2 separate regions of the Zea mays genome follow, and region 2 is linked to region 1. A link is a contact called in public Hi-C data. All regions are on one chromosome and are shown on one strand. The core of a region is the stretch at or near the end of the contact, and the rest is flanking DNA. Distances in the headings are between cores, read along the strand shown.

Evidence for each region. A called contact is a pair of places that touch in the nucleus more often than the background predicts.
Region 2: a contact with region 1 is called in a Hi-C map of ear, with 2.2 times the contacts expected there. The contact joins the promoter of LOC100273800 here to the promoter of LOC111589273 in region 1. A contact is called at or near these places in 3 of 25 Hi-C or Micro-C datasets (ear, leaf and tassel).

The regions. Positions count from the first base shown.
Region 1 is chr5:82,384,947-82,387,646 of Zm-B73-REFERENCE-NAM-5.0, reverse strand. LOC111589273 reads left to right here and starts at 1,347. Exons shown (of 1, transcript XM_023300066.2): 1 at 1,347-2,292. The coding sequence starts at 1,580. The coding sequence ends at 1,882.
Region 2 is chr5:82,602,277-82,604,976 of Zm-B73-REFERENCE-NAM-5.0, reverse strand. LOC100273800 reads right to left here and starts at 1,355. Exons shown (of 5, transcript NM_001353586.1): 1 at 1-1,355.

The DNA.
Region 1 (2,700 bases), core at 98-2,597:
TGTCCCCTCTGCTGTAGCCGCTGTCGTAGGGGCGGTCTTGTCAGCAACAGCCCATCGTCGCTAACCGTAGCCTAACGATCGTTCCAAACATGGATATGGCTATCCTATCGGCTACCAGTCTACCACACACAGAGAGATATGATGAGAACAACGGGCACAGTTGTGCAGTGCAGGGCATGAGAAACGGGCACACGCATGGATGGCTACCAGTGAGACTGAAACATCCCTTGCCATCTTCTACGTACAATCTCATACACGGCCCAAACGGAAACGGTGCACTAGAGCCATTCTCCGTCAAGGCCTCTGCCCTAGTGCCCTCTCCTCCTCCACCACCACCTTTTCTATTCCTCTCAATGTTCTCTGCAGCACCAGACGGATTCATGGCGCTCATCAATGCGGTTTGGTGGCAGAAGAATGGGCCGGCCGGGTGAGGCTCTGCATCTGCATCTGCTGCAGTTCTCTCTCTCTCTCTTTTCCCCCCTTCCCATCACTCCCCATCAGTGCATGTCCTACTAGGACTAGCAGGGAGAGACTTGAGGGTACTGTTCCTGCTTTGACCCTCCCCTTCTCCGCGGTTCCTTTTTATCAATGCCTCGGACACCACGCGTGCGCGCAGACACACGCGCGCCGTAATAATAATAATAATAATAATAATAAATAAATGGATTCTGCAGGATTTTGTGAGAAGAATTCACCGCCAAAATGCAGCGCGCCATAAATGAACTCTACAGGGGGTTCTGAAATGAACTTCCCTGTGATGATGTGAGCTTTCTTGGTGTTTTTTTTAAAGAGATGGCCGTCAGACTCACATATCACACTCTGTGAAGCCTGAACCGGATATACTGTTTTCAGTGAACCTTTTAAGGGATGCGTTGATTCTTCTCACTGAATTCTACAGGCAGCTCCACCGTAATACAGTACTGACTGAGCTCTACAGGCAGCTCCACCAGGACAATTAATAAATACTCCAGGTATCCAACTACTAATGTCAATTCCAGCGACAGGTGTTTTCTTTACATAGATGGGTTTGTAATAAAAAGTGAAAATAAGGAGTGAGATATCGACTTTGCTGAATATAGGCTGAGTGGCTTCCTTTGTGCAAACTACTGCAAGTCACAAAACGACCTCTAAATCATATATATGGAGGGGGGTACGGAGAAAATCAGAAAGTTTTCTCTCTTTTTTTCGCACGAGGAATTTTTGCAAGTTTTCACAGCAGCGTATATATTATTATATGTATTATGTATATATAAAAACTAGCAAGCTGCAGCATGCTGCATGCCACAACGCAGCTGCCTGAACTCGCTCCCGGTATCTGCGTCGTCCACCGCCACTTTCTTCGGCTCCTCACTTCACTTCACCCTTCTTCTGTCTGCTTCGACGCCTCGACGCCACACTTGGCAGCAGCTCGCACTCGACAGCAGCCGCTGCTGCTACTCTGCGACGCGGTCTGCGCCATTGTGACAGCTAGCGCTGCACTGGTCTCGCCCTCGCCCTCGCCTCCGCCTCCGCCCACCGCGCGCCCACGCAGCCTACACGTACACGCCCACGTCCTCCTACACCCCTGCTCCCTCCCGCCATGAGGAGGCGACGGTGGGCGCCGCTCGCCGCCGCGTGCCTCGTCGCGCTCGCGGCGCTCCTGGCCGCCGTCCACGGCGGCGGCGGTGGCGGCGCTCGGGGCGCCGCCGCGCCAATGCCCGCGACCCGCCGCCCGGAGGCGAGCGCGCGCGTCGCCGCCTTCGACGCCGCGCGGTGCAAGAGGCAGCGGAACAGAGCTGGCGCCGCCTGCGCGATGCTGCCCGCCGCCGCTGCGGCCGGCGGCGGCGGCGACGACGACAAGCGGGTCGTGCCGACAGGCTCCAACCCCCTGCACAACCGATGACAAGATCTTGCACGATTGCAGAGGCAAGGACGTGGAGGATCTCCGTCGCACTTGCTCTGCGTGCGTCGTGCTCGTGCGTCATTCCATGGCGGATTGGTTGGCGGCGCGAGGGGAAGTGTAGCGGAGGAGAACTCCATGGCCACTGATCTAGCTAGCCTCCAGCTAGGGAGTAGTAGGATTATAGTAGCGTATATAACCAGTTACTACTAACTAACTAGTGGTTCTTGTTCCATGGCCGCTCTGGTATCGGCGTTCGTCAGAGCCGACGAACTGTTGTAAGCCACGGTTTGGAACGCCGGAATTTCGTGGGATTTCCAAGGAAATTGCATGTTTCTCCCGTGAAATTCTCGCGTTCCAAACAAGACCTCAAGACTGGGAAAAGATGCTGGTTTCCTCTTATCTTCTCTGGTTCATATAATACAGCATGCACCAACATTTCGTTTTCTAAGGAGTATACATACTCGGATACTCCTCTTCTTTTTATAAGGAGAATTTGCCTGAATTGGTTTCAAATAGTTTGACAGAACCAACCTGGCCAGGATACGAGCACTGAAGAACCTGACTAGCAATGGGTTTCCACTTCTGCATTAAAGAAAAACGAACATAACTTCACTTGGCATGGTAGGTATATGCTTCTACACCTGCAAAAGGGGGAAAAAAAAAGAACGAAGTCATCCATGTAGTATATGGAACTATGGAAGGCCTGGTATCAAGTTTGCCTTTTGAAGTGAAGTGCCTCTTGGGTTAGGATGTTCAAATGGCTCGCTCCTCGTCAGCTCGCCTCTCTCTGACTTGTTGCATGACTCTCTCTCTCTCTC
Region 2 (2,700 bases), core at 106-2,605, 220 kb before region 1:
TCATTGGAATGAGCAGTGTTGCACTATTGACTTCCAAATGGAGCCTCATCCTAAAACACAGCAGGCATCCTTCTTAACCCATCTTAATGACGACAATAAACTTATAAACTTTATCAGATATGAAATATAAACATCTGAAAAATGGTATGCTCAGAACATCAACATGAGCAACAAACAAACAAATAAATCGGCCCTTGGCATCTGTGAACCAACTACATACAAAAACAGTTTTGACCTAGCATACTTGTCGTAACGATAACCACAATCGCTTTCCAGACCCAAAGTCTGCGCTCTATTACCCAGCTCCAGAGCCGGTATCAGAAGAAGCCAGGTCCGAGGCGGAGGGGGTGCCACTACCAACTCCCCCTTCCACATCAATATCCGACATGACCCCACTACCGGTAACCAAATGAGCGAGAATTCGACACGCATGTCAGCACAGCACGGACGGAACCAGGAAGGCAGGAAAGATAGACACAGCAGCGTTTTTCCAAGGTTCAAGATGGCCTTGACGCGCAACCAGCATTTTCCAGATAAGCCAAACGAAGGGGACCGGGACCGCCCTCCACAGCCCACAGGTCATGCCACCCATGATCGTTGACACTGAGAAGGGAGTGCGATGACATCGTTCGTCTACCCACATAAAACTCAGTACCACTTCTCATCAAATGGTACTAGTAATTACAAAAAATACAGTGGCAATGTCAAGTACTAGTAACTAGTTTACCTGGCTTAACTGACAGACTGCCTACTGAGTTAGTCACAACGAGTACCAGACATCTCACGGTGAATTTGGTGATGGAAACTGCATCGCCATGAAACCGTTCAGACCCAGTACATGAATCCCTTTCGTGCAACTGCCATGGTAATTGCTACCAAATCATTGGAACAAAACTAGCCCAAAAAACACTTTTTTTTCATCTCTCGAATACGTAGAATGAAAAGCAACTCTCCTGCCTTAAAAAAAACAAGAAATAGCCCCAATCCCCAAAACTAATGAACTGGTCGTTCTGAAACCGATGCACCAACCCCCAAGCAAACTCTCCCGTTCGAACCGAACAGCAGAACGAACGAAACGTCACCTGCCGATCGATCCTGCCCCCCTAGTACGAGGAGCCGCAGCAGTCGTCGTCGCTCGAGAACACCAGCATCGGGAATGGCGACCGGGAGGGTGCGGGGTGCGGCTTGGGATTCGGAAGGAAGCGCGGCGTCGTATCGGATGCCCTGCCGTCGCCGGGAGGAGGTGGAGACGCCGAGGCAGCAGAGCACTGCAGTGCCGCAGAAGGCGAGAGAAGGGAGATGGAATGGAAGCAGCGGACTGGGGTGGCTTGGATTCCTTCCTTCCCTGGTTGGATCCGAGGCCATTTATCACGGACCACGCGGCCCACGCTCACGCAGGGTTAACGGGTCGAGTGCGCTGCCAGTTGTCTCTTTGCGCGTAGTACGGAGTGCTGCTACATCCACGCGCGGATGCGGGTACGCGGACACGTACACTACGCCGGCAGCGCGGTGCACGGGCAGTGGGCCCGCGTGGGCAGTGTGTCGGTGTGGGTGGTTCGTCCTGGGCATGATAAATGGGCTCAGTAGTGTGGAGTGTGCGTGCACGTGACGAACATGTACTGTACAATATGGGTACGTTTTTTTAGAAGAGACCGTACGGCACGAAGTCTACCGTTCCGGCTCCCAAAATCGTGCATCTGTGAGCTACCTATCAACTGAGGTCTTGCTAGGAGGATTAAATTATTTTATATTAAGTGAGTGCTCGTGCGTTGCAACGGAACCGTATAATAACAGGATAACTTATGTATATATGTGTGTTATATTGTTATAATAAAATATTTTGGAATCGATTTGTGATCCTAACCATACATAAATTTTGTTATTTTAATTTAGTTATTTCACCATTACATTGCAACCATCAGTACCATATAGACTTCTATATATGATTTTAATAATGCCATTGAGTTATAATGACAACATGATTAGGAAAGTGTTATTTACAACTCAAATCTCAGAAAAAGGGTACTAAGAAAGGACGGAAATAAGGTAATTAACTCTGTCACATGAACCAAGTGAACAATGAAATATCTCCATTCCAGCAAACAACATGACAGCCTAAAACTCGAAAAAAGATCAATACAATATTGACCATATATCATAGCCATCACCATTGTCATCATTTATCAAGCAATAGCGATGGGAGCGGGGATGGGAGCCGCTGCTGACGGGATTTGAGGGATCCGCTGCGGGCGGGATGCGAGGGACGCCCATTCCATAGTAGGTGAGCGGCGGTCGGCCGGGATGCGAGGTGGCGGGCGGGCGGGATTCGAGGGGAGCCGCTGTGGGCCGTCGAAGGAAGGAGCGTCGTCGAAGGAAGGAGGGAGGGAGATGGCAGGCGCGCAGCGTGACGGCAGAACCGTGTGCCACTGGGAATTGTGGACGCCTACGATAGGCACATAATTAATAGTAGAGATAGACATACAAAAGTAGAGATACAGAACCAACTTATTTCTCTCACAGAGTTTCTTGGTTCACTTATTTTTTCCCTCCATCTCAGCCTGCTTACGGACTTCTGAGAGCACCTAAAGGGGGGTGAATAAGTGATCCTGTAAAATTCAACAACTGATAGCCACAAATCTTGGTTATACAAATGTTAGTGTGACTAAGTAGTTGCGAAGCGAGTTCTTGTGGCCAAGACAA